Linked DNA regions of Capra hircus: region 1 is linked to region 2. Evidence: chromatin contacts called from public Hi-C data. All regions are on one chromosome and are shown on one strand. The core of a region is the stretch at or near the end of the contact, and the rest is flanking DNA. Distances in the headings are between cores, read along the strand shown. Region 1 overlaps UBE2H (ubiquitin-conjugating enzyme E2 H). Region 2 has its middle 22 kb from the start of ZC3HC1.

Evidence for each region. A called contact is a pair of places that touch in the nucleus more often than the background predicts.
Region 1: a Hi-C map of blood shows a contact between it and region 2, with 5 times the contacts expected there. The contact joins two enhancer-like sites. A contact is called at or near these places in 2 of 5 Hi-C or Micro-C datasets (both in blood).

The regions. Positions count from the first base shown.
Region 1 is chr4:26,492,344-26,498,194 of ARS1.2, reverse strand. UBE2H (ubiquitin-conjugating enzyme E2 H) reads right to left here. Exons shown (of 7, transcript XM_018046929.1): 7 at 2,513-5,851. Among named protein-coding and RNA genes, the nearest start is that of MIR183, 49 kb to the left of the region's middle. Within about 2 kb of position 1,929, at least 3 of the 5 cell types and tissues checked have an H3K27ac peak or open chromatin away from gene starts, as enhancers often do.
Region 2 is chr4:26,329,972-26,335,904 of ARS1.2, reverse strand. No RefSeq gene overlaps it. Among named protein-coding and RNA genes, the nearest start is that of ZC3HC1, 22 kb to the right of the region's middle. Within about 2 kb of position 1,329, at least 4 of the 5 cell types and tissues checked have an H3K27ac peak or open chromatin away from gene starts, as enhancers often do.

The sequences.
Region 1 (5,851 bases), core at 680-3,179, 160 kb before region 2:
CCAGGTCTCTTGGCACCTCACAAGGAGTTAGTGCAAAGTTGGGCCAAGGCCTGGGTTGCTTTCTGAGGAGCTTCTAAGGCCAGTGTGAGTGAGGATGGCATGCGGAAAGCCCAAGGGGTCACGGCTCATGGTGGTTCTCTCTGCAAGAGAGCGCTGTGGAAGACCTTCATGGGTCTCTGGAATGTCCTTTTGTTAGCAGCACAGAATTCTTTGGAGGAAATCTGCAGAAGTATATCTTTTAAAGGCTTAGCTTTACTTTAATGTACACTTTTACATGTGCGTTTGCAGGCACCTGACCCACTGTTTACAGAGCTGGAAAGAACTGAACTTGGCCTGAAGCTTCTCAAAGTGAGCTGCTTGCTCAGCGCTGGCTGACCTGGGTGATAGGAACCGCGGGAAGGGGAGCTGAGTGAGATTGGAAGGCCAGAAGCCACCAGCAGTCCAGCCACTCCTTCCCAGGTTAATCATCAATGATGGGGTGGCCAGAAGGGCTAATTTTTTCTTTTAGGGAGGTCAAGTCTGTTCCTGCCTCCCTAGTCATTTGACACTAGAAGCCAAGTTTGAGCCCCAAAGTGCTCTGAGGAGCCCAGGTTCACAGAAGTGCCCCGACCCTTTTGAAAAATATACATCCTTCATTATATGGGTCTACATACACACCCCATACACAGAGTGAGAGGCGACAGGCTCTGGCTCCTTTTACCATCTAACAAATCCCTAGCATGTGTGACTGTAGTTCCATGCAGTTCTGAGCGCACAAACCCTGTAACATGAGGCACTGGGGGGCAGGCTGGGCCCCGGGTAGATTGTCCCAGGCTCACTGGGGTGTCTGAATCCCTGAGAAGCCTGTGAGCTCCCCCTAAACAAGGCTGCTTGGTCTGTCAAGTGGCTCCTGGAACAGCAGGACCTTGCAGATCCAAGGACTGTGGGAGACAGATAAATGCCCTTTGCCTTGGCACAAGGTGGGAGCAGAAAACACCAGGGTCCCGTGTCTCAGAAATCTATTCCATGAGGCAGAACAGCCTTTGGAAATAAGAGTTTAAAGTGAGCATAAGGGGCTCTGAGCCCGTAACTTTCTGTTCCAGGACAATATACTGCAGAAACCCTGCATTCCCTTCTCAGGAAAGGGGCAGTGCCTCAGGCAGGCAGCAAGAGCCCCCTGCCACTCAGGAAGCATCTGGACGGAGGCTGAGAGGTAAGTGATGCTGGGTGAGATTATGGTGGGCGGGGACCTGAGCACTGGACGCACTGAGACTCCTTGTGGGGTTTTTTACAGCAGCTGCCTGTGTGGTTATCACCCTGGTTCACGACCCTTAATTCTTTCAGCTCGAAAATGGGTGCTCTAAACTCCTGAAGGTCTTTAGGTCCCAAACCTCTAACCTCTGGCTTGAAACCTTGGTGTTTTCTCAGGTTGATACATCTTCTCTCAGGATACTAAGATAGGATATCATTTCAGAGCCCAGATGGAGTACTGAGTCATAAAGTGTCAGTCAAAGCCTATTAGTTTAGGGACTTGATGTTACAGATGAACCTGAGGTCCACGGAGCTCAAGGCCACACAGCTGGTTTCAACAGACGAGATGGGACCAGGACTCACAGTGCTGGTCCAGTTCTTTGGTCCCCTACTACCCTGCTTGAGAAGTTAGCGAGCTGTCAGAGCCTGCTGTCGACTGTTTTGTCTCTGAGCACTGTGGGCAGCCAGGGGAGCTGGAGATGCTTGCTGGCACCAGAGCAGGGTTCCTAGGTGGTCCTGCCCTCCTCTCGGGTAGATAAAAAGCTGTGCCTACAGTCGAATGCACTGGGATGCAGTGAGGAAAAAAAGGAGTGTGGGGGAGATGAGTAAGGAGAAAACAGTGCGAGAGAGTTGGGGGGATGGGGGCATGTCACCAAAGGAAAGCTCTTCCCTTTGTCTGAAGGGTCTTCGAACTAATGAGGAAACATCGCCACCTGCTGGCCGATGTGGACAAGTGCTTTAGAAAAAGAGTTGAAATGGGCTAACCCAGTGACCAGCTTCCGACCCAACACCCACTGCTTCCTCCCTTCCTTGTTGAGGCAGATGAGCCCTGGCAGGAAGCTGTACTGCCTGTGAACCCCAGGCCAAGGGGGTGCCTTTTGCTCAGGATTAGCTAACAGGGTCTAGAGGTTTGGGTTGAAGATCAACACAGGAGCCACGCCTGCTGAATCACATGGGGTTAGGCCGGGTCCTCCAGCCTACAGGACAGATGGGTTTTTCAAGTCGTTAGTAGAGAAACCGCAAAGACAGCCCTGTTTATAGCCAGCAGTCACCTGCCAGTCCAGGCTTAGGGACAGGGCTCTGTAGGCATTCTCTACTGCCTACACATGACCCTCCCTTCCCAAACTAACCCAGTCATCTGCCTTGTAAGAAATTCTCAGTTAAAAAAAAAAAAAGTCAATGTCTGCTGCTCAAAGGAGCCAGATGAACAGGGCAGGTGTTTTTTAAAAAATTGGGATCAGCAATCACAGGGGCTATTATCTTATTGATGAAGCTCCAGCCATTTGCCAAGGTATATACACATTTTATTTAAAAAAAGTTTACAGTTTTCATTATACACAACTATTAAGAGGTTATAGTCAGAAGAGGCATTTGTCCTGTTGACAGAAGTGCCCACTAGATCATCACAATGCAAGGAGAAAGGTGGAAGGGAGGACAGGGGGCAAGGAAAAAATAAGTGATAAAAAGCTTAGATTTCAATTAAGGGCTGGTAAATCCCTTTTATCTCTTCAAGTATCACACAATATGTACCAAATACAATCAGTAAATAACGGCCATTTCTTCCCAAGCCCACAGCCAAGACGATTATTTGCTGACTTAAGAGAGTCCTGGCCCTTCCTCAGGTGAGTGGAGAACCTGCACCCCTTCCCCAATGGGCCTCCACTCCATCCAGTCCCTAATGGAATCTCCAACGTGTTCAGTGGCCAGAGAAAATATGAGCATGGATTCAGAAGTCCAAAGAAACGCAGGTCTGCGTCCAATCAGAAATAATTTGATTTCAGTCAGTAAGGCCGTGAACCCAGGCAGGAAGTTATGAGATGAATGAAACTCCTAACTTTTGTTAATGGCTTTCACTTTTCTGATTGAGTCCCTAGAACACAGAAGGGTCACATGCCACTTAAAAATCAAACACTAGTTCCCAGAAAGTTGGTGTCTAACACCTTCCCCATGGAGGCTAGCAGAGGATCTGTCTCTCATGATTCTCAGCCATTCCAACAGGATGCCTAATAAAAAGCAAGTGTCAGGTCAAGGCCAACTAGGGCTTCTGGGAGCCTTGTGAGGGGGAAAGAAAGATTCCTTCAGAGGGAGACACTCTTCTGGAGCTTAGATCAGCCTGTTGGCAATTAGAACCGCTTTTGGAGTGGAAGAAAAATGTTAGGTACTGGAGAGATATATGGCAACTTCTGATAATTATCTCACTAATATGAAATGCTGGTAACCTGCACAGTAACCTCAAGGAGGACGATACAATTGAAGACAAAAACGCATAAATGCCAGTGTCTAGGTTGGCTACCATAAAAAGCAACCCGTGAGGCCCCAGTGCTGGGGAGGTTGGAGGCCAGTGGGCCGTGGTGCAGCCATCTCGTTTGTTGTGTTTGGTAAGAGATGGAGCTCAGTCATTTGAACAGGGGCAAAGAATGCTTTGTGCTGATAAACCACAAGGTAGGATTTCAAAAGTGAGGGGTACTAAAGAAGGGAAGGGAGACTGCCGGAAGCAGCTCTGGTCTACCACTACCACCTTTAAAAATACGCAGCCTTTCTGAGGGGCTCTGGACGCTTCTCAAGAGTGTTGCGATGGGACAACGTGGAAAGTATTTTTTGGTGTCATACCACCCTTTGCTCCAGACTCACTCAACCATCTGTTATCGGGGGCCTAGAGTCCTCAGAATCACAGCGTGGCCCTCTTCCAGCTTCCTCTCCTACCTCTCTCAGGCACAGAGAAGGGACAAAAGTTAGTGTAAAAAGGGAGTCTGTTCAGCTTACTAAAAGGCAGTTTCCCCGTGGAAAGGCAAAGCTCCACACAGAGCCTAGCACATGCATGGGACCAAGGTTAGTGCCCAGAAAGCACAGGCTTGAACAGAACGTGTGTGTGTGGGGGTGTTCCACGTGATGCGGGCAGCTATTCCAGGAGCTTCTAGTGCTCACAGAGAAGCCTAAAGGCACCGTCACCACACAGACTTGGGTGGGCGCGCACACACACGTGCACACACACACTGCAGCCACACTCATATCAGCTTCTGAACCCCTGCAACTGCCCCCAACGAATCTCCAACTGGGAAATTCTGCACCACCAGAGACTCCTAGCGCTGGTGCTCACGAGTGCAGGTGAGCGGGTGTCTTTTTGTTAGATCAACATGCATTTAAGCTGGGGAGTAGAGCTGCGGCACTGCTCACGAACCTTCCCTAAACTTGCTTCTACTAGTTTTGTTTGTTTGTTCTCTGACAAGATTAAAAGCAATTTTTATCCGGACATTATTTTTTTTTGAAAGGTAATTAGAACACTATTATTTATACAATATTGAAAAAATACAATTTTTTATTGTTTGAACTCAAATCACCACCCAGCACTTTAAGCCTACCCTAAGTCGCACCTACAGATTACGGTTTTAGCACAAGCAAACTGCTAATTCAGCAGGTAAGCAAGTTAGACAGTGCCAGCAGAGACCCTCCCTCCCCCAAGTAATGAGAAGACAACGTGCTAGATAAGAGTTAAAGTACACCATTACATGTTAAATAGTTCATACTACCCTTCCAACAAGCCACAAATGCTAGAGAGAGAACTCAGTACATGAACTAACCACAGCCCTACTTAACTGCACTTTTAATTTTTTTTTTTAAAGAAAACCTTTTGCTTCATGCCCGTAATTAACATAAGTAAATTATTTGCTTTTTATTTAGGAAAATAATCATGCTAAAAGCAGGTTGTACTTTATATAGATTTTCAAAGAAAAGATTGATTGTGCTTTCTGAATAAAAAAGATAGGGTATCTTCCAACCTCAATGACTCATATCTTGTGGAATATAGCACTTCTAAACTAAAAACACACATCAAAAAGAAAGATTAAATTCTCCCAGTAGGACATTCAAAAGTCATCTTTAGAAGATTTTAGGATTGGCTAATTCTGCTATTGTCCTATTGGTTGTGGCAAAAAAACAAAAACAAAACTCCACAGAGCTACTGTCTGAAGTTCTCCAAATTCAGCAGGCAACACTCAGATCTGAAAGAAACTCTGCCAGCAACCTGGACACATGGTTAGCTGAGTAAACATTTGATTAGCAGGCATTGAAACTGTCTGATTTCCTTTTAACATATACAGGAGAGAAAATTCTCTTCCTTCAAAACCTGTTCTACATCGTATTTCTGAATCCTTTCCTCCTATTCAGTCTCAGGAAAAAAAAAAAGCTGTTTTTCCCATGGAGAGTCACTTTGGGTACAAGAACCTTTATTTGTTCCAATTATTACTCATTATAAATTTAGAATGTGTGTTGGGTCTGCAATACCCGTTTCCCCTTTCCACAGGCAGATGATGACCGGGCTGCTGTCAAGAGTGCCAGCAGAAGGGAACACACAATCACAACGTGAGTGAGAGGACCCAGGAGGCACAGCCGCCAGCTGGGTCTTCTTCCCGAGTCTAACGGTCCGCTGAGCGGCTGTCCAAGGGGGAGGCCATCTCTTGGAAGGTGAAGATTAAATGTGCAACCTAAGCACGATACACACACACGCACACACACCAAAATTAAAAAAAAAAAACCACCACCACCACCCCGAAACCTTGAAACAAAAACCCCCACGAGCACCCTCAAAGTTAAAGCTCTCAGTCCAGGGCAGCGGTCTCACAGT
Region 2 (5,933 bases), core at 80-2,579:
TGTGAGAGTTGGACTCTGTAGAAAGCTGAGCACCTAAGAATTGATGCTTTTGAACTGTGGTGTTGGAGAAGACTTTTGAGGGTCCCTTGGACTGCAAGGAGGTCCAACCAGTCCATTCTAAAGGAGATCAGTCCTAGGAGTTAAAGGACTGATGCTGAAGCTGAACTCCAATACTTTGGCTACCTCATGCAGAAGAGTTGACTCATTGGAAAAGACCTTGATGCTGGGAGGGATTGGGGGCAGGAGGAGAAGGGGACAACAGAGGATGAGATGGCTGGATGGCATCACCAACTTGATGGACATGAGTTTGAGTGAACTCCGGCAATTGGTGATGGACAGGGAGGCCTGTCATGCTGTGATTCATGGGGTCGCAGAGTCAGACACGACTGAGCGATTGAATTGAACTGAACTGTAGAGTTTTATGGCTCTACCCTACAAGGAACTAGCACAAATTAAACGTTCCCCCTCTCCTCCTCCCCCTCTTCCTCTGGACCGCCCTCTTGGGAAGTGTTTGCTCCTGATTTTCAAGGGCAGCTTCACGGGTGTTTGCAGCTTCAGGGCCTGTTGCCACTCATGGAGCAAAGCTGCTTCCCCACTCCATTCCTCAGTTTCCCCACTCAACTGGGCGGGGACAATAACTTTGTTGTGCTCAGTGCTACAGTGAGTCAGGGTTAATTAGCATGAGTCACAGACCTTGGAATCCTCACAAGAAAAGGGTCATCTGCTGGGTTCAGGCTGCTCTGTGGCCCTGGTGACATAGTACTCTGGCCTGTGCTTCTCAGAACACCTCCTCAAAGCTTCATGAGTGGATTGCCTAACTTTGTGGGTTGGCCCTTGGGTGACCCAGCCCTGAGTCCTGGTGCTGAGATGGAGCACAGAAGGGCTGCCTCATGAGTGCCAATGTTCCCCACCAACGGCTTTATCTTCCCCTGGGTTTCCTCTTGCAGCTGAATTCCCACTCAGTCAGCTTCTTGTCCTTGCTACTTGTTCCCCTAATCCTGGACACAGGGTCCTAACCCTGACCTTAAACTTTTTCACTTCTGTGGCTCCATTTTCTCCCTCTATCTCTGTCTCAGCGCTTTCAGTCTGTCCCTCTGTTCCACTCTGTATAAGCCTACAGTAGAAACAAGATAGCTTCCGCCTTCAAGAAGTTTGGTTAGGAGAAGACCTGTAACAAAATAAGAACAAAGTAGGAATGATGCTGAAAATGAGACTAAGCCGTTTGGAAAAGTAAATGCTGACTGTCCGCCGCTGTTTTTCTGCTAGTGATTAGCCATCAAGTGCTGAGGCCAGGTCCACGCGGCAGGGAAGTCGGGGTGGACCATGGGCGCCACCTAGTGGCTCCGGAAGGTACTGCTGCATTGCTGCTCAACGTCCATGATCTTGACTCTGTGTAGATGTCTTCCTGGTCTGATAATTAGGGAAGAGAGATATCCCTTAGTCACTTAGTATCTGATAAGCCGCCTTTCACTTGACATCTAATTTTTTTGTATGTACAGAATAAAGTTTTCACATCGGGTTTCACACCCATTTTTTCCCCATATTAGAGAAGCAGCTACTTCAAGCTCACGAATAATCAAGGCCATGGCCCAGCTGAAGAGCCTCAGAGCAAAGATGCACCCGGACATGCCAGTGGAAGGAAAAGGGATGATGGACAAAGCTGCCCAAGCCTAGACTGGAAGGATGAAGGACACAGGGTTCAAGTTGTGATCCTGCTCTGTATATAGAAAAGGTTGGGGGCGGTAGAAGTGGCCATTTCTTTTTAATGTAGTTTTAAAATAATAAAATTTACCATCTGAACCATTTTTGAGAGTAAGAAGTAGTGTTAACTACATGTATATTGTACTGCGTAGATCTTTAGAACGGTTTCTTTTTGCAAAACTAAAATTCTAAACCCTCTGGACAGCTCCGTATTTCCCCCTCTCTCCCAGCAGCTGGTCACCATGTTCTGTTTTGTGTTTCTAGGAGTCTGACTCCTTTAGCTGTCTCTTTTAGATGTAGATGGAATCAAGCAGTATTTGTCTTTTTGCAACTGGCTTATTTCTCTTAGGAGAATGTACAAGACTCCTCCGTGCTGTAGCATATGACAGGATTTCCTTCTTTTAAATTTTTATTTATGCTGAAGGTTCCATTACCTATTTTCCACATTTTCTTTATTGATTCATCCTCTGTGGACATTTAGGCTTCCACCTCTTCACTATGGTGAATAATGCTTCGATGAATATGGGTCTGTACCCATTTCCTTTTTAACAGCTATGAAGATACTCAGCTCAGAGAGGATTTGACTAGATTGTGCGCTCAAGTGAAGGCGGGTTGAAGGTGAATAGAGGAAGGTAGGAAAGGAGGGCCCAGCTCCTCTGTTCTTACTACTCCATGATATAGAACAGGTAGCTTTCCTGTTCAGTCTGTAAACTGTGTAGAATGATATCCAGTATGAGCCAGTAAATTACCAAGAATCGTTCTTTTTTACATGCTTACAGATAAAATATAAACCAAAACTAGGCAATGTACGTGGCAGCTTTCAAGCTAACACTTCATTGCGTTCTATCTTAATGTTTTCACTTAATGCTATTAATCACTTTTATTGTTTCTCACCTACTCTATATCAAATGCAAACAAAAAGTACAGGAGAAACAAAATATAAAAACTTTTATCCATGGCTTAAGAAAAGAACATAAAGTTTACCAGAAATCTTTGCTAGGCCACAGACTACCGGTTACAGAATTATAAAGATGTATTTATTTATTATTTCAAGTCACTCAGTCATGTCCGACTCTGCGACCCCATGGACTATACAGTCCATGGAATTCTCTAGGCCAGAATATCAGAGTGGGTAGCCTATCCCTTCTCCAGCAGGTCTTCCCGACCCAGGAATTGAACCAGGGTCTCCTGCATTGCAGGTGGATTCTTTACTAACTGAGCTATGAGGAAACGGAAACAAAAAAAATTTCATTGCACAAACAGTATGTGTGACAAAAAGAATCCAAAGAAAATTATATAATTCTATTTTAATACTTTGACTTTTGATTTTTTCAAGTTTTCTTCTAGACATGGGTATATAAATCACAGTGGAGATATAAGACCTGGCATTATTTTTCATGGATATTGCAAACAACTTTCTATACCAACAGAATAATTACAACTAACATTTTAATAGTTTGAATTATATTCCACAAATTTATACTCTATGTAATCATTCTCCAACTGTTAGATGTTTAGGTTATTGTCAGCTTCTTATTGCAAGTAAGCATGTGTTGAACACCTTTCATATATGTAATTTCTGCTCTTTTGAGCTAGGCTCCTGGTTAGGAGACAAACAGTAGTGTTAGGAACATAGGCTTCGAAGGCTGAGTTAGAAAAGTGCTCGGTTAAACACTAAGCAGAGTTTAGTATGTTTCTGAAGTAACAGCTCTCTGTCATAGTAGGAAAATCAATTTTCAGAGGCTCTCCTGCTCTAGACTATTCTTGCCTCCTCTTTCAAGTCTAAGATGCAGCCTCTAGCTACACTATTTACTTCACCATCACTTCAAAATGGCTCAAAATCCATCCTGCCACCCAAGACTTGCCTCCTCCTATGGTTTTGTTAAGCTGGACAAGATTGGCTAGGAAATGGAGCTGGAGGCTAAAAGTGATTTTGCCTCTGTGATGCTGGCTTCTCGTGAGAATGGTGAAGGCCCTGAAGATACAGCTAGAATTCCTTCCAAATCTACTATTTTATGCTCTTTTACCCTCTGGAGGGCTATTACTGACCTACCTGGAAAACAGTCCATTTTTTTCCTCCCATATCTCACTCTATTGCTAGGTAGCTGACAGAAGTGAGGACAAAAAGCTTAAGAGTATATTAAGGTGGTCTGAATCTTTGGATAATTTTTGGATATACCACCAATCTCCATGACCTACCAGTCCTCCTCAGAGACTTTCCTACGGTTTCCCCTTTTCCTCTCATCCTAGGCAGCTTTAGTGACATGACAGTCAATTCAAACAGAAGCACTATGAAAAGAAAAACAGTAACCACCACCAACACTTCAGCCAGGAAGCAATGAGAGAAAAGAGAGCATGGGATAAAGATGGAATGATGGCCTTTAATTAAAGGGCTCGGGTGCAGCATTCATTTCCAAAGGTATGGGTCACCCAATCCAGATAACAGCTACACAAAGCCAAAGAAAATCTAAAATAGGAATAAAACTAAAAATAGCAAGGAAAACTGAGGAGGAAGAAGTGTTTGTACTTTTGCCCTTGGTCAAGTTGTACAAGCAGCTGTTTCTGTTCTAAGATGGAACAGGGTGGAAGGGATTTAAAAGCTGGCTCCAGTGTAGCCACAACTGGTATAAGAGTTTGATGAGTAAATGAGGAAAGCCCCCAAAGAGAATGTTCCACCTGCTAAGTCTATGCAAGTTGGCTAAAATCTAACAGCCAGGTGACAAATGCATTTTGGTACTGGTATCCCATTAGTGATTTTAAGATTCTTATTTCCCCTGTGAGAGTAGGTCTTGACTTGATGCTCAGAAAAGGAAAATCTTAAGACTCACTGAGCTGAAAGGTATTCTGAGCTGTGTCATAGTGCAAAGGACAGAGGCTGGGGGACATGGGTTTAAGTGGGGGCTCTGTCACACTCTGTGTTTCCCAGGAGGCACTAGTGGTAAAGAACCCACCTGCCAATGCAGGAAATGCAAGACATGTGTGTCCTATCCCTGGACCTGGAAGATCCCCTGGAGGAAGGCGAAGCAGCCCACTCCAGTATTCTTACTTGGAAAATTCCATGGACAGAAGAGCCTGGCAGGCCACAGTCCATAGGGCTGCAAAGAGTCAGACATGACTGAAGCGACTTAGCACACACACACTGTCACATTCTAGCTGTACGACAGAGCAAGACATTATTCAATGTCTGAGCGCCAATCTTAACCTGTGAAAAAAACATAATCTACTCAGATGGGAAATGCAACTTGTGTTAGAACAAAACACAGAATCCTAGAGGCCTCAGTGGAGAAAAATAATATAAGGAGAATCTGAAGGCTGGCAGGACTGGCCAAACTAGGAAGTCTGAATAGACTTGAACAGCTGAGGGTCTTCAAGGTACCATCTGCCTTGACCACTGGGACCCACACTGTAAAAGGTTCTGACCTGGGAGGGAGAGAAGAAGGTGTTGGTAGTTCTATTTACCCATGAGAAAGCCAGCAGTAGACAACACAGAGATTATATAGTACCTCTGTAAGCTACCTAGTTTGGCTAGGTATAAGCGGGGAAATTCTTTATAATGATGATTTATAATGCTATCTTTAAGATAGGAAAGTAGCAAAATTGAAAATTTAGGCAATTTCCATCTTTAAAAGGGTTTGCCAAGTGAAATAAAAATTTTTTTTCAAATAAAGAACCAAATAAGGAAAAATGGGTTACCAGAAAGGTCAAACCAAACACTTGTAGAGGAGACTCTTGAGAGTCCCTTGGACTGCAAGGAGATCCAACCAGTCCATCCTGAAGGAGATCAGCCCTGGGATTTCTTTGGAAGGAATGATGCTAAAGCTGAAAACTCCAGTACTTTGGCCACCTCATGAGAAGAGTTGACTCATTGGAAAAGACCCTGAAGCTGGGAGGGATTGGGGGCAGGAGGTGAAGGGGACGACAGAGGATGGGATGGCTGGATGGCATCACTGACTTGATGGACGTGTCTGAGTGAACTCTGGGAGTTGGTGATGGACAGGGAGGCCTGGCGTGCTGCGATTCATGGGGTTGCAAAGAGTCAGATACAACTGACTGACTGAACTGAACTGAACTGAACTGAACCCACAAGAATGAATAATAACTTGAAGTGATGTCCTAGTGTGTGGAAGAAATAAAATGCTTTGGAAGATGAAGCTCGTAAGTTCACGCTCATCTGTATCAGTCAGCAGTCTCCAGAGAAAAGAGAACCAATAGGATACATATAAAGAAAGAAT